Regions from separate parts of the Mus musculus genome. Here all the other regions are linked to region 1. A link is a contact called in public HiChIP or PLAC-seq and promoter capture Hi-C data. All regions are on one chromosome and are shown on one strand. Each heading gives the region's core, a stretch centred on a gene start, on an enhancer-like site or on the middle of the called end of the contact. The rest is flanking DNA. Distances are from core to core; before and after follow the strand shown. Region 1 holds the start of Nhlrc2 (NHL repeat containing 2). Region 2 overlaps Ablim1 (actin-binding LIM protein 1). Region 3 holds the start of Trub1 (TruB pseudouridine (psi) synthase family member 1). Region 4 overlaps Ablim1 (actin-binding LIM protein 1). Region 5 overlaps Ablim1 (actin-binding LIM protein 1). Region 6 holds the start of B230217O12Rik (RIKEN cDNA B230217O12 gene).

Evidence for each region. Promoter capture Hi-C pulls out the DNA fragments that hold promoters and counts their contacts. HiChIP or PLAC-seq counts read pairs in DNA pulled down with a chosen protein or histone mark.
Region 2: a contact with region 1 is called in an H3K4me3 HiChIP or PLAC-seq map of bone marrow-derived macrophages, with 4 times the contacts expected there. The contact joins the enhancer-like site here to the promoter of Nhlrc2 in region 1. A contact is called at or near these places in 4 of 39 promoter capture datasets (the 3T3-L1 cell line, the C10 cell line and hippocampal neurons), 4 of 115 datasets of contacts at active chromatin or transcription factors (the 230-238 cell line, bone marrow-derived macrophages and memory CD8 T cells) and 1 of 9 other capture datasets (liver).
Region 3: a contact with region 1 is called in a promoter capture Hi-C map of pre-B cells, with 2.6 times the contacts expected there. The contact joins the promoter of Trub1 here to the promoter of Nhlrc2 in region 1. A contact is called at or near these places in 2 of 39 promoter capture datasets (cranial neural crest and pre-B cells).
Region 4: a contact with region 1 is called in an H3K27ac HiChIP or PLAC-seq map of embryonic stem cells, with 4 times the contacts expected there. The contact joins the enhancer-like site here to the promoter of Nhlrc2 in region 1. A contact is called at or near these places in 3 of 39 promoter capture datasets (the 3T3-L1 cell line, the C10 cell line and pre-B cells), 2 of 115 datasets of contacts at active chromatin or transcription factors (embryonic stem cells and pancreatic cancer cells) and 1 of 9 other capture datasets (pancreatic islet).
Region 5: an HNF4G HiChIP or PLAC-seq map of pancreatic cancer cells shows a contact between it and region 1. The contact joins the enhancer-like site here to the promoter of Nhlrc2 in region 1. A contact is called at or near these places in 1 of 39 promoter capture datasets (liver) and 4 of 115 datasets of contacts at active chromatin or transcription factors (the 230-238 cell line, bone marrow-derived macrophages and pancreatic cancer cells).
Region 6: a promoter capture Hi-C map of pre-B cells shows a contact between it and region 1. The contact joins the promoter of B230217O12Rik here to the promoter of Nhlrc2 in region 1. A contact is called at or near these places in 5 of 39 promoter capture datasets (cranial neural crest, erythroid cells, liver and 2 more), 3 of 484 Hi-C or Micro-C datasets (CD4 T cells, CD8 T cells and embryonic stem cells), 6 of 115 datasets of contacts at active chromatin or transcription factors (the SCID.adh cell line, bone marrow-derived dendritic cells, bone marrow-derived macrophages and 3 more) and 2 of 9 other capture datasets (adipose tissue and liver).

Annotation. Positions count from the first base shown.
Region 1 is chr19:56,546,042-56,549,655 of GRCm38.p6, reverse strand. It overlaps Nhlrc2 (NHL repeat containing 2), which reads right to left and starts at 1,395. Exons shown (of 11, transcript NM_025811.3): 1 at 796-1,395. The coding sequence starts at 973. It overlaps Dclre1a (DNA cross-link repair 1A), which reads left to right and starts at 1,534. Exons shown (of 10, transcript NM_001360437.1): 1 at 1,534-1,682; 2 at 1,953-3,019. The coding sequence starts at 2,506.
Region 2 is chr19:57,078,203-57,081,985 of GRCm38.p6, reverse strand. It overlaps Ablim1 (actin-binding LIM protein 1), which reads left to right. Exons shown (of 26, transcript NM_178688.4): 8 at 2,115-2,173. Among named protein-coding and RNA genes, the nearest start is that of Afap1l2, 72 kb to the right of the region's middle. Within about 2 kb of position 2,460, at least 140 of the 459 cell types and tissues checked have an H3K27ac peak or open chromatin away from gene starts, as enhancers often do.
Region 3 is chr19:57,451,090-57,454,879 of GRCm38.p6, reverse strand. Trub1 (TruB pseudouridine (psi) synthase family member 1) reads right to left here and starts at 1,974. Exons shown (of 8, transcript NM_028115.3): 1 at 1,684-1,974. The coding sequence starts at 1,933.
Region 4 is chr19:57,156,449-57,159,852 of GRCm38.p6, reverse strand. The region is part of intron 2 of Ablim1 (actin-binding LIM protein 1); the gene reads left to right. Among named protein-coding and RNA genes, the nearest start is that of Ablim1, 58 kb to the left of the region's middle. Within about 2 kb of position 1,697, at least 7 of the 459 cell types and tissues checked have an H3K27ac peak or open chromatin away from gene starts, as enhancers often do.
Region 5 is chr19:57,096,285-57,100,021 of GRCm38.p6, reverse strand. All of the region lies in intron 6 of Ablim1 (actin-binding LIM protein 1), which reads left to right. Among named protein-coding and RNA genes, the nearest start is that of Afap1l2, 90 kb to the right of the region's middle. Within about 2 kb of position 1,646, at least 88 of the 459 cell types and tissues checked have an H3K27ac peak or open chromatin away from gene starts, as enhancers often do. A contact at or near this core is called in liver and pancreatic cancer cells, where this site is marked.
Region 6 is chr19:57,359,572-57,363,019 of GRCm38.p6, reverse strand. B230217O12Rik (RIKEN cDNA B230217O12 gene) reads left to right here and starts at 2,121. Exons shown (of 3, transcript NR_040316.1): 1 at 2,121-3,006. Fam160b1 (family with sequence similarity 160, member B1) reads right to left here and starts at 2,011. Exons shown (of 17, transcript NM_145505.4): 1 at 1,650-2,011. The coding sequence starts at 1,694.

The DNA of each region.
Region 1 (3,614 bases), core at 146-2,645:
CGGTAAGCCCCTCTCAAGGCGAGTGCAAAAGGGTCCGAAATATCCAAGACTGTTGTGGGATGAAGGAGGAACAGATAGATCCTTCCGGAAGATACCTGAACCCTACCACAGGTAACAAATTAACTATGCATGTGGTTTCAGTGTCACACGCCAGGACACATGCCAACACGGCAGGCTAAACAATGACACTCCCAACCAAAGAAGGTAAGGGAGCGTTTTGTTTAAACTGTACTACCGGGAGTATCGTTTCCCTATGTCCCAACAGTTCCCACTACTAGGATTCAAACCTGAGTACTAAGCTAAAATTGATTCCAGATTTTAAAGATCAATAGGTTCACCACTTTGAACGTGGAAACGCGGTTGGACTAGAAAACCATCAGATGCTATGCCTGTAGAATGTAGTCCAACTCTAGTGGTTATTAGACGGGCAGGTTTCCTAGCCTTCCCTGTGCCTCAGTTTCCTTAACTGTAAAACAAGACTAGTAAGAGGGTCTCGGTGGGTTGTACCAGGTAAGTAGGAGCTCTCAAGTGCTTCAAACCGTCTGTGGCACATTAAAAAGTGATCAATATACACCCATGGAGCCTTGAGGCTACTGACGTCAGGTCACGCAGGATTCCAGACAGAGATGCAAACACTGGTCCCCGCCCAGCAGAACCCCCTCCGTGTGTCGCTGCTCCCCTGGAGCACCTCGGGGGCTGTGGGAGGACCGCAGGGCACCGATCTGCTGGCGGGAGGGAGCCACCGAGGAAGGGGAGGACCCGGGAGCGGCCCCCACCCCGACGCCAGCCCCTCACCTTCCGGAAACTCGGGCACCGCTAGGTCCTGCTCCCAGCCGTCCACCTTCTGCAGATACTGGTAGACCAACTCATCCTTCTCTTGCTGGGTGACGGCGTCCAGCAGGGCGTACTCGAGCGAGGTCTGCGCGGGCAGCAGGCCCGAGAGGCTCGCGCCGCGCGCTCCGGGAGCCGCCATGTTGCGCGAGCTCCCGAGGGCTCCGGGGCCGAGGGCGCGGGTCGGACCAGCGTGCGCCGCCCTCTTGACTCAGAGCGGGGCCTGGCCAGCCCGGCCCTGCGCCACACACGCTTCCGCCTCCAATAAGCCTTCCTCCGGACGCCAAAGTCCAAAGGGCCGTGCTTCCCTGGCGCGTAATTAAACTCCAGAGTTGCCCACCCCGCCCCTTCCAGGTTCCGGGCCGCCGCGAAGCCTGGACGTTCAGAGCGCCAGATTCGACACGGGGAAGGCTGCTAGGGTCGCGCTCCAGAGGAGCTGGGAACCCATTGCCTTTGAAGCCCGGCAGGGAATTCCAAGACAAATAAAATTCAAATAACCATGTACACGTTTAAAAGAGCCGACTTAAGAAAAGCCTGCCCATTTGTGTGTCCCACTCTTAAACTGAGATCAGCCGATTCGGCACGGCAGTGACAGTGGGACAGCGTTCCCGCCAAGAAAGACTCGAAAGGTAAAGAAGGTAAAGCAACCCTCGGAGGAGACTCTTTTTTTTTTTTTTTTTTTTTTTTTTTTTTTTTTTAATGTAGGCAGTGAGGCCGGTGGTTTTGTGTTGACAACAACAAAAGTGTCCTGTGACTCTGGGTGTGCTGAAAGTGCGGGCGCGAATGGAATGTCCCGCGAGCTGGCGCAGAGAGGAGGCAGCTGCAGCGGGGTCCCCCTGCTGCCAGGCCAGGTGTGCCCACGAGGGACTACCGGGAGGAACGGGGCGAGCTGCACAAGGGCTCATTGGGATGTTGGCATTATTTAACCTGGGAATAATGTAGGGCTCCTTCATTGATCTTCCCCCCACCCCAGATCCAAAGGCAAAGAGCGGGAGCCTGTAGGAATTTTCTGGTACCTGACCTCTCTGGAGGTCTGCAGAAGTGGCTGATTGATTTCAGGGCAGACAGCCCCTATGGTGTGGAGTACAGTCTCACATGTTTGAACTTTGTTCACTGTGCAGGGTTTGATCCTAGGATGGAGGAAGAAATGGACTGACCCAGGAAGCTGAAACTGGTTGGACCCATGAGTCACGAATAAGGGCAGCTGTCGGTTGTAACCAACACCTCTTTGATTATGGTCTAGTCTATGGACTAGTCTCACACTAAGTAGACTAGGGACTGTGACTGGACTTGTAAATGGACACTTGTCCACATGAACGAGAGCCAGAATAGCTTTCTAACCATTATATGGAGACTGTTTTCAGTTAAAGTCATTGAGCCTGGTACTTACCGTCAGTGCTTGACATTCAAGACATTCTTGATTCTTATTTTTATAAATCAAGTTCTGAGAAGTTAAAAAAAAACCTGAATGAAATAGTGTCACAATGTAAAGAAAACCGTATAGATGTTACCCTGTAGTGAGTTCTCTTAATTTTATTATGGTATAAAATGGAACAGCAGGTGTTCACAGGTACTAAGTGGGTTGTGTGCCAATATCACCAAAGCTTTCAGTTCCAACCAAGTTAGTTGGCTTTTGGCTACTTTTTTTTTCCTATTAAAAACTTGTTACAAGAAATGGACTCTGAATTCACCAAAGACTGGTGCTGTACTCACAAAAATCATTTGGCCATGTTAGAAGACACGTTTTGGGAAGAAGAAATCTGGGAATATAAATCTAAAAGAAAGCCCAAACCCGTACATCCAAATAATTGTTCTGAAAATATTTCAGAATCTGTTGAAAAATCAACAGATGGAAAACACCAGTCAAAAGGAAATGAAAAAAGGACTTCAGAAAATCCAGGCAAGACGAAGGACCACAAAGTGTGCCTTGCAGAAACAGACAGTCAGATTTCTGCAGGTTCCAGTCAGAGTTCGAGCTGTAGAGATGAGAGTCAGCAGTCTCAAAACAAAGAGACAACACCGAAAAAGCAACATAGAACTCGCAGAGGGAAGCAAGTGACCCCGAAGGTGCGCCCTGTTTATGATGGATACTGCCCAAGCTGCCAGATGCCCTTCTCCTCATTGCTGGGTCAGACGCCCCAGTGGCATGTGTTTGAGTGTTTGGATTCTCCACCTATCTCTGACACAGGTAAGGAAAGACCCATCAAGGCTCCTGCCAGTGTCCCCTCAGTCCCCCCAGGGACTATAGGCGCTTGCAACCATGACTGACTTGTTTACGTACAGGTTTGTAATAGGAACCCGGGTCCTTGTGGACACAGCAGGCACTTTGTCGACTGAGCCATCATCTCAACTTCTCAGTTTCCACAAATGTCGCTGAACCTTTCTTTCACTCTGCTTTCTCCTACTTAACTCTTATAAGGACTATATAAGTTAAGTGGTATTAACACTTTATAGATGAGTGTTCCTACAAGCTGAATAAACCAGGCCTATTTGTTATCCTACTTTAGAATTAGATAAAAAAAAATTATAAATACATTTGGTTTCTAAATATGGATATGTTGTATTCATCATGCATGTTAATATACCAGAAGAGGAACTAGAAGGTAGTCTGAGATGACTCAGCCTCACAGAAATGTGCCAGTAACAGAAGTGATGCCATGCTTTTATTATATTTTAAGATAAATGTCATGTTTAACACATAGAAAATTCCCCTTGGACTATGTGGGGAATGAGTTATGACTATTTGTTTTTAAGTTATCTCAAATTTCCCTGTAGAAAGAGGA
Region 2 (3,783 bases), core at 1,211-3,710, 530 kb before region 1:
GAAGCCTGTGTCTGCTAGGAACGGAGAAACACAGGCTACAGTGTGCTCTCTCTGGGTCCAGATGCTAAACAGAAAGGGGTTCCAGCTGTGCACAAATATACCAACCTCCCAAATGAGCTGCATTCAGACCCCCAGGGCGCTTCTAAGTTTTCTCTGGAGTGGAGCTGGGTTACTGCTACCTGCTCTCTTGGCACACCTTCGAGAATAAGCTTCGTTTCCCTCAGCATCTGATGCTCTCTGGGGTCACAGGTCACATTCCCAGTGTGTTTGACCTTTGGAGAACAATGCTGACATTGAGTGTGGACTGTGTCCTGTCTGGTGCCTTCTGCTTAGTAGAACCTCCCAGAGAATGCTTCTCCTGACCTGCCCATGACCCTTTGGTTCTCCATATCCACATTTAGAGATTTCCTGTGCTTTATAGTTAGAGTGTGAGCCGATGTTAATATTGAAGGGACCTGCATGTCTGTCTGGTTTTTGTTTGACCTACCCCCTTTCTCCTTCTTCTCCCCACCCCCCCTTCTCCTCCTCTTCTGTGTCAATGATGCGAAGTAGAAATGATTATTCGATAGAGATTGAAATATTATTCTGCTGTAGAATATATTTCCTTGTCTTTGATAGTATTTTAGCTCAGCAGAAAATATTATTCATGAGTTAATTTGGCGACTTCTGGTATACAGAGGTTGCTGCTTGGGAGTCAAAGTTGAGAAGATGCTGTACAGATACAAAGACTGGTGTGGCTTCTGAGACTCTGAGGTGCCAGTCACTAACGAGCCAGTAATTTCACTAGTTTGAGTCTTTCCAAGTGATCTGTGTTCTTCAGACCCTCCATGTCTGAAGAAATACATGTGTGGACACAGAATTGACATATCATCCTTTCCTGTGGTCGTACATGTATATGATACCTGTTATGTATGCATCCAGTCTTACACAATCATAGCACAGGGGCTGAAGTTTCAAGATAAGGACTTTAAGCTTTTTTAAAAAATGGAACAGAGTTTATTTAGGGCATGGGGAGGGGAATTGAGGATGGAGTAGAGATAGAGAAAGGCAGAGAGAGGGAGAGGGGACAGGGGACAGGTTGGGGGAGGGGGAAGGGGAGTGGACAGAGTAGAGAGGGGAGAGGAGAGGCCAGCCAGGAACATGTAGAGAGAGAGGGGAGAGGGGAATAGGGAAGAGAAGAAGGGACAGAGAGGGTGAGAGTAGGAGAGTAAGAGCATAAGAGAGACTTCCAGCTTTTTAATTCTTTGATACCTGTGTCACCCATGAAGGTTCTTCGAAGTCTGAGAAAGGGAGATCTTAGAAGCAGGAACAGAAAATCCACCTCGGTCATTACTTGACTCATTGAAGCCAAAGGATTTTGTTCCTGTTACTTAATTAAAAAGTTGAAAGATTTATAAACTAAGTTTAACAACGTTGCCAGTTGATCTGATTTCTCCTCTAAGTGTGGGCAACTATAGAAATAGAAGAATGAGGGGTGAGAGGCGCCTCAGTGGTTAAGAGCACTATTTGCTCTTCCAGAGGTCCCAAGTTCGATTCCTAGCAACCACATAGTGGCTTACAATCATCTGCAAAAGAATCGGATGCCCTCTTCTGGTGTGTCTGAAGACAGCGACAGTGTACTCACATATATAAAATAAAATAAATAATCCTAAAAAAAAAAAAAAAATGAAAGCTTCAGTAGGTTTTACACCTGGACCTGGGCCATTGAGTTTGACTCTACTTCTCTTCATTAAGTGGCTTGGGTGTTTTGATGGTTACTTATGTAAACATGGCTTTAATTCTAAGATCAAGTAGAACCAGTAGTAAGGACTCAGGTCTCAGGTGTTACTTTTTAAAGAACAATGATTTATGTTTTAAAAAGAAAGACAATGTAACCCTATTAAAAGGGAAACATCTCTTGTGTGAGGCTGCTCTCAGACTCCATTCTGTGGCCCTCCATTGTGCCCTGTGTACAGCAAGTTCAGAACTCACTCAAAGGGTAGAGTTGACTTCACGGTCAGAGGTCACATGTGGGACCCTGTGCTGGGGAGGGAGGGGTCTGTGGAAAGTCTGCTTAACAGGACTGTGCCTTCTTTCCATTTCCTCTATTCCCACAGTTCATTCTGTCTTTCCAGGTTCTACCGTGTGGCATCCCGACTGTAAGCAGTCCACTAAGACAGAGGAGAAGCTGCGGGTAAGGAAGGGGTCAGAATGGGATGCTCTGGAGGTCACCACTGTGTGCTCACTAGTTCCTGGGCTTTGGGGAAGTGCTTCTCATGGGCTCTTTTTTTTTTTTTTTTTTTTTTTTTTTTTTTCCTTTATAGAAAACCTGAGGCCAAAGTCCAAATGGCCAACTAAGAGGGTTCCCTCCCACCATAAATATGTTCTATTGTTGTTCTTAAGCTTGTGTTGGACTCTGTTGGCCTTATCTTGGCAGTCAGTGACTTAGGAAAGTACCCAAAAGTCGTACAGCTAGGGGAAAATGATTCATCAAGTAGCCATGGTAACCCTCTTGGCTTAAACCACCATGCACTGTTTTGCCCCAGACTCTGTAACTATTGCTTAGCTCTGGTGTGTTTTGCTCATTTCTGAAATCCAAATTCAAAAGAGCAGCCTCTAGCTCCAAAGGATACAAGTCACTCAGGCATAAAACCTTATGCTTATGGCAAGGATAATGCTGCCATCAGCTCTATGATTGGTCAGTCCTCAGAGCCGTCCTAGAGGGCAGAGTTCCACTTCCGGAGTTGTAAAGCCCAGACTCTAACCTAGAGCCTGGCCTTGGTCCAGATTTTCACGCAGGGCTGACTTTTCCTCACAGTGATAATCAGGCTTGATCCCAGCCCCTCTGTTAAGAGTCCCAGGGGAAGGAAAATGGAGTCTGACTTTAATCTTCTTGCTGTCCCAAGGAAAGAATGGTTTAGATTTATTTTTGAGCTGGACTCAAGACTCATGAACCCCCTGGGCCTACCCTTAGGCGGCGCCCATCAAAGGAACAGTTAGTGGATTTTTCAGGTCCCTTCGCTGCCCCCTCTGGACTTGTAGGCCCTGTTTTCTTATCTCCTTTTGACTCTCATCACTGGCATACATGCATGCACGGGAGCCTTTACTTTGTATTTTGTTATTAGCGGCAGGCTTTACGTAGAGGAAAGAGAAAATCTCGGAATAATTGAGGGCCAGGGGAAAGCAGAGGGATGTGCCTGCCGATATCGGAACGGTTTTCCCTGCTTCTGACATGCAGCTTCAGTATACACACACACACACACACACACACACGCACACACACACGCACACACAGCTAATAACTAATGGCCCCCTAAGTCCATTCATCCACCAGGTAGACTGAGCTTGGAATTTGGAGGAAGCACGGGTATTCAAGCAACAGGCTACCTTCCCAGAGCGTTGGCACTGGTGCCTGTGGACACTTTGTTCCAGGGATATAAAACTGCACTGGGGCTCCTGCCCAAAAACCACCCAAGGAGCCAGGCATCCATCCATCCCACCTCTACAGGGTGGCTTTTGTTTTCGAAAGAATCCCGCATCCCCCACCCCCCCTTTTTCAAAAAACTTCATCCCTGATGAAGTCTTTGTGCGGAATGGAGAGGAATGTTAATGAGGCCAGACGGAATGGGCCAGGCATATTTTCTCTGTAAGGATAGCTGCAGTTTGCAGAGCCTCTCCCTAAAATGATCAGAAAACAAAGCAAACCCTTGAACACATCTCCACGGAACTCTCTAGGGAAGCTTATGGAAAAAAATGAATAAAAGATTTCACTGGCTCTGGCCAAGAGGAATGGTCTTCCTTTGT
Region 3 (3,790 bases), core at 725-3,224, 900 kb before region 1:
GGCTCACACACTTGTGTCCAGCTCCAGTTCTCACACAGTTCAAATGCCCTGTCTAGGGGAGGGTGCCACCCACAGCAGGCCGCGTCTTCCTCTCTCAATGAGCTTAATTAAAACAATCCCTCACAGACATGGCCACAAGCCAACCCAATATAGATGTTCCCTATCCCTTACTGAAACTGGGAATTCTAGATGATATTGGGGTGGCAATCAAAGTTAGCCACCACACTTAACGATGAGCACAAATGAGCAAGTATAACACCATTGTTTAGCATCCGGAAGAATGTGTGTATCTGTTCAATAAACATTTAAATTAGCAAAGTTTTTATCAGAATAGTTTGGCTCCTGGCTAAAAGAGAAAATTTAAATCAGAATGGAGGTGCCCATCTGTAAGTCTCACATTCAGGAGCTCAGGCAGGAGGATCACTGAGTTGAGCTCAAGGCAAACCTATCTCAAAACAAACAAACAAAACTAGATTAAGTCTTCCAGGTGACACTGAGCACTGTGAGAGGTTTCTCTGTACCTGTAACAAGACAAGCTAAGCTGAAGCTCTGGAGAATCTGGAACTGCAGAGATCACAAGACTGTAAGCCGACTTAAGGGAAGAGGCGGCCACTGTTCATCCTATGTCCCTATAGGATTCCACAGATGCAGCTTAACATGAGAATCCAGTAAAAGAAAGGCTCCGTGGGGACTGTTCACAGGGTAAAGTGCTCGCCAAGCAATAGTGAGGACCAGAGCTTGGATCTCCAGCACCCCTATAAACACGAGGGTGACACTGAATGCTACCCTGATTCCTAGCCAGTTGTCCCTAAAACAAGCTGAGTAGGCAGACTTGCCTAATTGGCAGGATCTAGGTTCAAGTGAGGTACTCTGGCTCAATACACAAGATGGAAAGCCATGTCTGAAGATGGCCAACATCACCTCTCACCTACAAACACACACTCACACTGCATACACATTCACACGCAAAACAAAACTAAAGGGTTTTGGCTTTTTAATGCTCCTGTTATAAATGATCAAGAGGAAGAATGGTTAGAAAAATGGCCATCTTCTATTTTAATGTTCCTCAAAAAATACTACATTAAAAAAAGAAGAAGAAAGAAAGCACAATCTGAAGCAATAGAGCACAATTTCCAAAATAATCCCAGATCTTCAGACTTTCAGGGTCTGCAAGTGTGGGGATCAGGAACCTGCATTTGTATAGAAGACGAATCACCGTGCCCACTAAAAGGTGAAAGTGGTGTCCTTTCTAAATCCTAGCTAACTCAGCCTATGTGCTTTTCAAATAAACTTTTAAGTTTGCAACTTAGGGGTAGAGAGCCTGCATTTCCTCTGGTGGTACTCATTCGCAAGAGTTAAACAAAAACCCTGGGAGGGATCAAACTACAGAAAACTGGGCTGCAGCCACCAGGGTGAAAACCTGTATATGCAGACTGGTCCCCCAACTCTACACGTACTTCCCGTGAGAAGCTCAAAGGGCCACTGTTGAAAGAGTGTGCACTTGGGTAAGTCCAAGCCTAAGATGCCCTGGGTTTTCGTCCAGAGTTAATTCGGTGGTCACTCTTTCTATCTTGAGCCACAGACGCACAAAGTAAGTCAGTAAGTAAAAGAAGAAAGACTAGAGATAAAAATCCCAGTGTGGTGGAGAACTCCTCAGCCTGGTCCCTACCCGGGCGGCAGTACCTGCCAGCAGCTTCTCCTTCAGCCGGTTCAGCAGCTCGGCTGAAGTGGGCCCTTTGGGCTTGTGCACGGCGAACACGCCGCTCAGCGACATGAGCTTAGCAGCCAGGGCGGCCTTGGAGGCCGGGGCTTGCGATTCAGTCCTGGCCGCTTCCGCCACCGATGCTGCTACAGAGGCCTCGGCTGTTCCTGAAGTGTCAGGAGCTGTGTCCACAATCAGAGGTGAAACCACCTCTGCCTCTGCAGCTGCCATGCTTTCACGGCCTGGGCCAAGAGGCGAGCAGAGATGACACCGATGTGTTGCAAGGCCTTCTGGGAATTGTAGTCCATAGGCTCGGTATAGGCCAATGGCTTGCTCTGGCATCTCGGAGTTCTGCTGGAACCTTTAATATCTCTGTTACCAAATGCTCTTAGTCGTGAAGAGGTACATTGGAGTTGCCGCTGTAAACTATCCAACGCAAACACCTAATTTGTGTATTTGAGGTAGAGTCACTTCCTTTCTGTACCGCCCCCCCATAACCTGCATGTGTGTGTGTGTGTGTGTGTGTGTGTATGAATTTTGAATTTTTGACTGCAGTTTTTGACAGTTCTAAAAAAAATGTTAATGTTCTTTTGGAGTTTCTATTCCTTTATAGGAATCAAAAACTATATATGGTTGATCCATTCGTGGTGGTGCATGAAGGGCTCTCTAACAGGCATGGCAAACATGGCACCAACAGGCTTTACTCTTCTTCCCCTTTTCCTTCTCCCCTGCTAAACTGTAGGTTACATTCCTAAAGCTAGCCCCAAGGTCCATTCAGTTATTTGGCCACTGTCTCATTCCTGAGACAAAACATCAAGGACCAACAATCAAAATTCATTGTTTGACTAATGTGTCCGATCAGGATTTACCAACTCACTCTAGCATAAATTCCCCCTAGCCCCCTACAGTGAATGCCTTTAATCCCAGCATTTAGAAGTCAGAGGCAGGTGGATTTCTGTGAGTTCCGGGCCACCCAGGGTAACATACTGAGACCTTATCTCAACAAACAAACAAGTAAAACCCAAAACAACAAAAACGCCTATGGTTTAAATTAATATTTAAACTCTTTGCAGACCTCGCATTAGGCTGTCCCTCTAAGAGAGGAAAAAAAAATCCTTTTACTTCTTCCCCAAATGCATTAAATGGAAGTGTGGTTATTATGGGATAGCCACTTTGTCTTCTTTGTTTCCCCACATTGCCTTACAGCCATTCTTTCTCATAGTGCTCTGCCAGGCTAACATTCTTCCCTAATGATGCCTCATTGCCTAATGATCCCAGTCAGGGGATGCCAGTTACACGTCTACCATTCACGCAACAAATGTATGTCAGAGGAATCATTACAGATAGAGTATTCTGGGCATTAGAAAAATCAAGCTCTAATTTCCTAAAGTAGCCAACATCTTACACATTGGACAAGCCTTTAACTCACAGGTCATTTTATTTAATATTATATTTCAGACTGACTAAGACAGTCTGCCATCTCTCCTTCCCTCTCCCCCACCCCCACCATATCTCTTTTCTGCTACCCTCTAATCTATGTTCTCTGTTCTCTAACTGTGTGGTGATTTGGATAGGAATGGTCCCCACAGCCTCATAGATTTGAATGCTTTTTCATTAAGGGAGTGGTGCTACTTGACAAAGATTAGGAGCTATGGCCTTGTTGGACTAAGTGTGTCACTGGGGTGGGTTTGGAGGGGTTTCAAATGCTCAAGCCAGTCTCCTAGTCTTTCTCCCTCCTCTCCCTCTTCCCCTCCCCCTCTCCTCCTCTTCCCCTCTTCCTCTTCCTCTCCCCCTCTCCCTCCCTCTCCCTCTCTCCCCTCCTCCTCTTCCCCTCTCCCTCATCTCTCTCCTCTCCTCTCCTCTCCTCTCCTCTCCTCTCCTCTCCTCTCCCTTTCCCTCACTCTCCCTCTCCCCCTCCCCCTCTTCTCCTCTTCTCCTCTTCTCCTCTCCTCTCCTCTCCTCTCCTCTCCTCTCCCTTTCCCTCACTCTCCCCCTCACTCTCTCCCTCACTCTCTCCCTCACTTCCTCCCTCCCTCCCGCCTGCTAATCTGGATGTAGACTCTCAGCTCTTTCTCCAGCACCATATCT
Region 4 (3,404 bases), core at 448-2,947, 610 kb before region 1:
TCAGCTTTTTAAGAAGACAGTAGTCCTGTGGATAGATGATGTGTGGAAACCACAAGCTTGTGAACACACATGAGCAACTGTCCACCTGAAAATTACTAACATGGTGAGTCAAGCATTTTAGGTATGACATGGTGAATCAAGCATTCTAGGTATAACATGGTGAATCAAGCATTCTAGGTATGACATGGTGAATCAAGTGTTCTAGGTATGTTCTCACCACTAAAAGGAGTGTTTCTAATGAGCTGACCGACAGGCATTTGAAAGTTGATTGTGCCTACCTTCCCAAGAGAGCCAACTTTGTAGCTCTGTTTTGTGAGCTCACTCTTGTTGTTTGTAGAGGTCTCTAAAAATTGACTCCTTAAGGTTCTTGACTCTGTAATCTTTGTTCTTGATTAATGGTAAATCACCCACGATGCTTGATCTAACCCACTGCAGTACCAGCTCCACTTAATGTTAAATCACCCACAATGATTGTCTAACCCACCGCAGTACCAGCTCCTTTCTAATGGGAACTCAGACTGTCCCAAGTGAATTCTTTTCCTGACAATACAAACACTGTTTTAATAAAATTGCTTCCAGGCAGAAGGGCAATGTTGACACTTGGTTTGAGAAATCATGACAAGAAGGCCCACGGAGGAGCGGATCCTGAGGGTGTTCATGGGGAGCTAGCCTGGGCTTTGGGGTTGCTTGAAAATGTGGGTGTCAGATGAGAAAGTGGATACAGCTAGAGGTTTACTAACACAGGGAACAGACTCATCTCTCAGAAGCCTTTTAGGGGTAGTGGTACCACAGAGCTAAAAGGATAGAGCCACTGGAAGAGTCCGAGTTTGAGGCCGGCACTCTGTTCCCTGCTCAGTTACAACCACAGTATAAAGCTTGCAAGACACACACTATAGACAGAGATCACTCACTGATAATCCTTTGCTCAAGGATAGAAGTTGATAGGTGAGGTCTGTTCCCAGGAAGGCCTTATATTATATAGGGAAGGAAATGGTGTCTGTGGGAGTTCCCTATGTTTAGGGTTCTGAAGGAGGAGCCTCCAATTACGTCTTACATCACCATATTACATCACCATCACTGCCATTCTGGTCTTAGGTGACGTCATGATGTTTGAAGTAGCACCTAGGTCCAGCTGCAAGGAGTTTTTTCCTCTCATTCATCGCCTGGTGCGTGTGCCACAGATTCCTGTCCAGTTAAACATTGTTTATCTTAGTATCTAAGCCGCCATACATAAAACTATAGTTGTCGGATAACGTGGCTTGGCTTTGAATTTCTGAGAAAAGCCAAATCGGATCACAACACAGCACAGTTTGTCACCTCTCAACTGCGTTGCCAAATCATGTCGTAGGGCTATGCTAGGTTCGTGAAATTACGGTTTAATTAAAGAGAGCAAGTGTGAATCCCACAAAACCACTTTTGGACAAAGAAGCCCCACACAGAGGCACCCAAGAGAGGAAGCAGCAAGCAGAAAGGACTTCTAGAGGGTTTTGCCTTCCCTTTGAAGGGATCCTGTGGTCTGCATTAGCATGAAGCTCACCTTGGTCTTGTCATGGGGAAATCTGTGCTTTTTAGTCCCAGTCCTGGTGACTGGATGAGCGTTAAGGGGATGGTGGGTCTAAGTCCACCGTTTGCCCCTTCTCAGAGCTACGAGAAGTAAGTTTGAAGGAATCAATGAGTCATGCAAACTGGTGACGACTCCGGGAGTGGAACTGGTGGGAACTTGCCAAGTGTGAGGCAGGATTCTGCTTAATTACACTGTACGGTTCTATGTATTATATTAGACTCTGAGATTAATAGACTCTTGGGCATAAAGTACTCTGGCGTCTCGAGGGTGCACACCTATGAAGTTACTGAAGAGGACTCTCTGAGCGTCCCGTGATGACCCTACCCCCGTACCCCCACCCCCATCCCCCCAGGGATTGTTTCTGCTCTAAGAATCTAAGGTCAGGACTAGGCTGACCCACGAGCTCCCGGCATGATCCTCTCGATGAGTAGGAAGCCAGTGTGAGAACCGGAGATGCGGGAAGAGATGCGGATGGTTATAGGAGGAGACAGCCGTTCTGAGAACATGGCCGTAGCATTATTTATAGGGTAGTTAGTTCCCAACCGACAGACTCTGGCCGTCATCTTTGGTCACTTGGTTTTCAAGAGCAATGTCAGAGCTCTGGAGTGTTGGTTTAAACAAGGACCAGGGAGTCTACACGGAAAACTTGTGCATGGTTTCTATATCATCTTGACTCTCAAGAGTTCTAACTGATGAGGGAGAGGGAAACTTAGGTTATGATCTCACCGAGTTAACCCTTCGTTAGACTGGGGGTTTTCAACCTTTTTTCTACTCTAAAACCTTTAGCACCTGTGAAATTTTTATACTATTCTGGGTGGGCAAATATTAAAATAAGTATATAAATCAGACATCTACTGATAAAAATCATAGAGAAATGTATTTTAGAACAGTTCTTTGTTATATATATAATTTTTACCATTTATTAAATTCTCAAGTGGATTTTTATGCTACTAGGATAGTGTTCTTGTTTACTTTGTTACATAAAGAATAATGGCTGAATATCTGACCTGTGGGACCAAGAGGATCGTCAGTGTTTTTCAGACTCCATCAATATTTTAATTTTACAATCATCCATGCTAAGACTGCCATGTTGCATAAATACATAAAATGGCAGAAGAAGTATGTTTAAAGCCATCTCAGAAATTATTGGAAATTCTGTCCTAATCTCAAGCTGAAATTCATTTAATGATTTTGTGTGTGTTGGTGTGTGTGTGTGAAAAGCAAGTCAGCAGGTGAGTCACGAATTTTTAAAACCAAGCACTCTAAAGCAGTTTGATCCAAAATATACTAATTTGATACTTATATGCTGATTGATAACACTAGGAAAATGTCCTTCTTTTCCCTTATTAAATCAGTATCATTGCCTGTATAGTAAAAACAAAACAAAACACTGCAGTTCATACCATGCAGTAGTTGTGAACCTGAGAGGGGCAATGTACACTTGTACTGAGTGGCTGAAGGCAAGCACATACAACATGCATATATTTATATATTTTGTTCATAGTTGGTGAAGGCTTCACTGCACCATGGGTGGCTGCCACCTCAGATTCACCGCACTTGATTTTAAGTTAATTTTCGGTCCTTACATGTTCATGCACGAGAGGGGGTTGGTGGAGATTTCCGAGACAGCGTTTCTCTGTGCAGCCCTGGCTGTCCTGGAACTCACTCTGCAGACCAGGCTGGCCTCGAACTCAGAGATCCACCTGCTCTCTGCCTCCTGTGTGCTAGGATTAAAGACATGCACCACTATGCTTAGCTCGTGTTCAGAAAAGTTTCACTGCTTCGTTTCTAATTCCCTTTGGTAACCCCGCCTTCAGTTATATGACCATACTCATTTTAA
Region 5 (3,737 bases), core at 397-2,896, 550 kb before region 1:
CGTGATGCAGCCGCTGGCTCAGGGATAGTGTAAACCCACTCTGCCCATAGTGTATCTTCATTTAATTTACATTGACTGTAAGCATAGACATCAAATCATACCATTTATTCGCTTTATTGTTTCTCACAGACATAGAACTTTTCTTGGGGCCTCAAGTTCAACTGTCAAATGCTACAAACAAGCCTAAGAAAAGGCTCACACATCGTTGACCTAGGCCTCTTAGATACTGTGCTCTCTTTACTATCATGGCCATCCCCTGCAACAGGTTGTATTAGTGACATGTTCTTCTCACATGTGGGAACAAACATTTTAGCATAGTGGGGTGCAGTGGAGTTGGTGTGCATGGTGAGGCACCATGTGGTTGCTGGGAATCGAACCCAGGTGCTTGGGAAGAGCAGCCAGTGCTCTTAACCACTGAGCCACCAACTGTCATCTGTTAGGGGCTTCTGCATCCAGGCTGCTGAGCATCAGGGAAGGAGCATCGTCCCAAGGCCTCACCTGCACTTCCTGTAGGGTAACTCCTTCTCTGGGCTTTCACCGTCTTTGTGTCATGGGACAATACCGGGCATTGACTGTGTGCCTGTCACTTTACGGTAAGATGTATTTACTTCAGAAGTCAGATGGTCTCGTGCCTGTGGGCACAGTGCAGGCCTCTCTCACCCCAGGGTGAAAGTTTATAGTGCTACATCACTACACACAATGGAAGCCAGAGCTCCCAACGCACTGGGCCATGATGTGGCTTGAGCTGTCTCTGGGTGTCAGGATCCGGTAGGCCACTGTTTCACCTCTGGAATGTCCCCTTGTCTCCTGGGTCTGTTGTAGCAGGTGGAGGGTCGGGATAGCCACTTGTGTAGCTGCTCCTGGCCTCATCCCCAAGTCCTGCTCTTCCAGAGGAATCCAGAGGACTTGAAGCTGGACCGACCCCACCCAGCATTGTAGAAGTCTGGAATGTGAATTGAGTCTGTTTCCTCCATTGTCCATTGTCATCCAAAGGTGAACCTTGCTTAGCTTTACTGCTCCTTGGGGCATCACCAAGAAGCTCCAAGGATCCTGACTCCGATCATCCACGCCCCTTCCTTCTTCAACTTGCTTAACCCCCCCCCCCCCACCCCCAGTTATTTCTTCCTCCTAACAATTGGAACTGAGAGCCAGTGGCTGCTAGGAGCTCCCTCCCGCTCCCAGAGAACTGTGGGATCTGCAGAGTGCGTGCAGCAAGTTGTTTGTGAACAGGGATGAAAGTCTGGTCGCAGTGGGAGAGGATATCAGGGGAGGATGTTTTTAAAAGCAAGCTGTGTTTTTCTGACTCTCCAGTCTTGGTTCCCGCCCTGAAGGCTCCTCCAACCCTGGGGACGAAGACAAAATATTTTTAGTCTGATAGTATTCGGTAGGCAGCCAAGAACCGAACCATCTGTCCTCCACTCTGAAGAGCTCAGTGGAATGGTTTTAATGGAAATAACTTGGAAGGTGTCACACAGCTCCTCAGCCAGGCTGTTCTATGGAGAGTGTGGTTGTTATGAAGCCCTCCAGGCTGGGTAGAGTAGAGAGGCAGAGAGGAAAAAGACCAGGGTGGTCGGAGACGCTTGTGATTCCCGGGAGACTGTTTGCAACATGGATGTCACAGAATTGGAATGTACTTTCGAGATAGCAGCTTGGCAAAGAAAAGCAGTTGACAAACAGGTCCACACCCAGTCATTACAGGGCCACCTATTGGCTGTACATTGTGTGACAAGTTTAAATATTTAAAAATCTTAAAAGTCCACCTTCAAAGGTGTGCCACCGTTTAAAAAGCTATCGCTGAGATTAAATAAAGGAGACTTGTTCCTCTGTCTGTCCTACACCTGCCGGAAGCCTCTTTTAACCAAATGCAACAATTGTAGCACATGGCTCCTGGGCTCCGTCCAGCAATTGTTTCTCTTTAACCAGGAGAGAAACCTTGATTCCAAGAGGACCCTCAGGTTGCTGGGACTCCACAGTCTGACTACTCACGGTTCTTGTGCTGGAAAGGGAACCAGAAATGAGATCATAAGTAACCAGAAACCTTTAGTTTTTGCACTTGCACAAGACACAAAGATATGAACCAATTTGGCTTAGATTTCAAAATGCTGAGCTTAAAAGTAAATGTCTTCTGCTGTTAAAAAATAATAATAATAAAGGCCATGAAACCTTTGACCTTGAATGTAGGGTAGCGACTGAGTTAGGAAAGGGGCCTAGGTTTCGTGGCTCCTTTCCTGGAACCACACTAACATTTACCAAAAGCAGAGTCCCAGGAACCGCCGTAGCCTCCTGCTCAGTGTACACAGCAACACCCCCTTGGATTCCAAAGCTCGCTATCATCAGTGCGAGTCCCTGAAGAGACACCTTTTAAATTCATTTCAGCATTGGTGACACAGGCCTTTAATCCCAGCAGTCAGGAGCAGAGGCAGGCAGGGGGCTCTGTGAGTTCAAGGCCATCCTGGTCCACATAATAAGTACCAGGTCAGCCAGGGCTACACAGCAAGACCCTGTGTCAACATAAATGGATACATAAAATTAATCTTAGAGTTTGAGTGTTTAGAAGAAGAAAAATGCCCAACAGGGCACTAGAGGCCTAGTTTCTTTGTGTCACATTGTTCAGAGACAAATTTATAACATTAATAAATAGTTAGCATTCCCTTTATAGATGCACTAACCTAGCGAGCTTGGTGGAATGAATGCTTTTACAACCTTTTAGCATCATGGGACAGACAGCTTTTAGTAGCCTGAGGTGTTCTTGGGCAGGCTAAGCAGAATAAAAATGGCTTAGTCCTCAATCCAACCTAACAGTGTTTGTATGTGCTATTTATCTATCTACCTGTCTGTCCATCCAGACAGCCATCTATTATCTATCTATCTATCTATCTATCTATCTATCTATCTATCTATCTATCTATCCATCCATCCATCCATCCATCCATCCATCCATCCATCCATCCCACCCACCCACCCACCCACCCACCCACCCACCCACCCACCCATCTATCTATCTATCTATCTATCTATCTATCTATCTATCTATCTATCTATCTATCTATCTGACTTTGAGGGAATAGAAGGCTATCATCATCATCACCACCACCACCACTACCACCGCCACCACCACCACCGCCACCGCCACCACCATCCTTAAAATTGCACACTAGCTCTATAGCTTTGGAGACTTCTTCTAACTCATAGTAGGTGTATGAACAGGTGTTGGGTAGATAAGATATGAACATGCTTTCTAGAACTTTCCACCACAGAACAAGTGCAAAGACTATTGTTAACAATAAAAGTAACCACCATGAGTTAATAGCATGCCGTGGTACATGCCTTTAATCCCAGAACTCAGGAAGCAGAGACAGGTGGATTTCTGTAAGTTTGAGGATAGTCTGGTCCACAAAATGAGTTGTAGGCTGGCCAAAGCTATCATATAATGAGATTACCTCAGATCAAGATAGATAGATAGATAGATAGATAGATAGATAGATAGATAGATAGATGGATGGATGGATGGATGGATGGATGGATGGATGGATGGATGGATGGATGGATGGATGGATGGATGGATAGATAGATAGATAGATAGATAGATAGATAGATAGATAGATAGATAGATAGATAGATAGATAGACAGACCGACCAATAAAACGAATATAGGAGAAGTTGCTGAAGATCAACAATAGCAAAACTAGAGCTTAGCGAGGCTGCTAGGTTCTCAGATGCTCCCTGCAGCTGCATCT
Region 6 (3,448 bases), core at 872-3,371, 810 kb before region 1:
TGGACTACATGCGACCCCTCCTAAGAGCAAAGCAGAGCCAATCACATTATCAGGAGCAGTCCTTTCTCTTGGCAAAGCGTGTGGGTGGCTGTAACACAGCTTAGAAACCAGCATGGAGCAAATGAACTTGACATTTCCACAGGCCAGACATTTATTCCTGGGACTGGGTGAACATAGTGAGCTCCTCCCTCCTCACGGCAGGATGGGGAAACTGGATACTACAGAGCCAGAGGCTCACGCAGGTAATTTGATAGATGCTAATGATACACGTAATTATAAAAAAAAGAGTACCAAAACAGAAAACACAGGCCTTGGGACCAAACTGAGTCTATAAACCAAAAATCCTAGCCAGGCTTAGAGACATGCCTAGAATTTAAGTACTCCAGAGGCTAAGGTAGAAGTTCGAGGCCAGTCTGAGCAGAGCTCAATGAGTTCAAGGCCACCTTGGGGCACTGGGCAATTCTCTATCTCAAAAATAAATAAATAAATAAATAAATAAATAAAATAAAATCCAGTGGGAGTGTTTTTATCTAGAACACGGCAGGCCCCAGGGTTTCATCCATATAATTTATTCATAGTTATCTTTTAGTTATCATTATATCAAGCAATGTTGAACTTTAAAAGTTTGATGACTCTTTATAGTCTGAAGTATAATACAAAATATCAATATAAGTGTTGTTAAAAGTTTTAAAAATTATTTTACCAATGCTGTTGCACACTGACTCCATATTAAGCAAGAAAAGTAGAATTGGCATCTTAGAGTGCAGTTCTCTACCCCATGTGTCAACACTGCTCCTCAGGCAACCCCATTTCTTTCTTGTTTGATGTGCCACCAAGCGAAACCCAAATTCCACGAAGTATGTAAAAAGCAATTGTGTTAAAATTTTGTCTCCATATCTGAAACTCACAACTCTAATTTTCTTAGCTGACCCTAAAAACCACCGTGGTATTTTGTCATCTTTTTACTTTTCTTTAGAAAGTCATGTGAATTTGAAAGTGCTACTATTAGGCCATTCTCAATATGCAAAGAAAATGCCATTAAAAAAAAAAAAACACAGTAACTTTCTTCACATAGGATGATACTCAGTCCAAAATTAGCTAGTAAAATAAAGCAAAGGGTCGCGTTTAGCACCGACAAGAAAAGCATTCTCTTCCTAGGTTTTTGGGTGCTGTACGTTTGGCGGTTTGAGTTCTGTCCCCCCGGTGCTGTTTAGGACCAGGCTCACAGTACAGCGGTTGCAGGCTGCGCCAAGAGCCTCCAGGAAGCGCATTACAGACAAGAAAAGGGAAACAGATGGTGTGAGCTGGGCGATCGCGGACCCGCAAACTCCCGCAGATCGATCACCGAGGTCCGGCCGAGGTGGGCCGCTGGGCCCGAGCTGGCAGAGCCGGTACCGGTGTGGACCGGGCCCCAGGGTCCCCGCCGCTCCTCTCTCACCCGTACCAAAGCAAAAGCAAGCCCTGCCCACCAGCACCGCCGTTCTTTTGTCTTGCGCGGCGCTGGCCACGTAGCCCCGGAGGTTAACGGCCAGGAGGCCTCGGGAGCCGCCCGGTCCCCGGCTGGAGAGCAGAGGCCCCGGGGGTGCCCAGGCCTCGCCGCAGCCTCCCTCCCCGCGCCTCGCAGCCCCCCGCACCCCAATCGGACTCACCGCCTCCACGGCATGCTGCAGGATGGACGTAAGCTTGGAGAACATCCTGTCCCGGGACTGCAGCAGCTTCTCCCGGGACGACCTGGAGAGCTCCTCGATGCGCCGCCGCCGCCCCTGCTGCGGCTGCCCGGGCCGCTCCAGAGTGAAGGCCGGTGCGGGCGGGCCCGGGCGGGGAGCGGAGGGCGGAGGCCGGGCGGGAGGCGCGGCGGCTCTGATCGGAGGACGCGGGGCCGCGGCGGGCGGCTCCGAGGTCGTTCGGCTGCAATCGGGGCACCGCGGAGCTCAGCGGCGGCGACGCGGACACGGTGGCAGGAGCTCGGGCTCTTCCGGCTGCCGTGCCCGCCGCGGCCTGCAGGGGACGCTGATGCGGCCCGGGGAAGCCCAGGTCTCCGCTGCCGGCGTCGCTGGACGCGGGGCGGGGCGCGCAGAGGCCAGGGCGGGGAGGGCGGGGCCAGCAGGGAGGGCGGGGCCGACTTGAGGGCGGGGCCGATGGGGAGAGCAGGGCGGGCGGGGTCGGCGGGGCGCTGAAAGGCTGAGGCCAGGAGGGAGGGCGGGCCTGGCGTGGCGCACCCGGCGGTGCTGGCACTCGTCTCTCGGTGACCAGAGAGCAGTGTGAGGATTTGGCAGCGACGTGTTGACGCTGCGCTTGCGTACCATACGTAGGGCAAGACTGGAAGGCCGCTGGGAAAATACCAGCATCCCGAACGCAAAAAACGGACAGCGGGTCCACGTGCTAGGGATTCGACCGCATCCAATGCAGGTGGGAAGATCCCGCTAGACTAAAATAGCTTATCCTTATCAAAACCCGGAAATGCCAAATGGACACGTGGGATGAGGGTTCGGTTAAATAACGCAGGATGGTGGCCTACAAGGTTTCAGTGTGTTTCTGGAAAAGGAAATAATATTCAGGATGCCTAACACCGATGAGTGAAGCCTCAAGTTAATGAGCCCTGGGCTGGAGGCTTCCTAAAACACTATGCAAATGTGTATTAAACAAGGCGTAGAGGAAACACTGACCATTTTAAGATGGTTGATGCAACTTCTGAAAATCTGAAGAACTTTGTTTCAAGCTGGTATTAGCATTTCACGAAAAGGATCGGGGAGTTCTGCATTAGGGTGAAGTAGATTTCTCATTAACATGGATGAAAAATACCTATTGATAGTATAATTCGTTGAGCAGAGGGCAGAAGAGGGCGCCGCAACTCTGAGCAGGGTTGAGAAGCCTGTTTGGATCCAGCTCTGCCATTCTGGGCCGTGAGGTTACCAATGTAGCAGTGAAGAAAGCCGGGGATCACAGGCTCTCCTCCTTGTTATAACATTAGTAACAACACAAGAGGAGAGGAAACCAAGAGAGAAGGTAAGGGGAGACTCGAGTCTTTCTCATGCTTTGGTTGTTTGCTTCTGCTATGCTCAAAAGCAGGTAAGCATAGCCTTGCTTTCTGTAAACTAAAACGCTGGCAACATCCTCTGTTATTTGTTGGACATTGAGCTGTGTTCCTTGCCACGTTCAAGGTCCTTGTTCCTGCTCCATCCTAGAGCACACAATGTTTGTTGTTATTATTCATACTACTTATGAGGTTTGGTCAGTTTATCAACCATAATAATTTTCCTGGCTAATTACATGGCAGTTTGTATTTTCACAATGTCCTGCAGCCACAACTTGTGTAGGGAGTGATGTTTAGGCGGGCTACAAGTTGTGTGTGATGGATATTTAACTTTGCATACTTATTATAAGCACAATAAAATATATGTTTGGCTATGGGTTAATATCAATACTCAATGATTTATCTGCCTGGTCC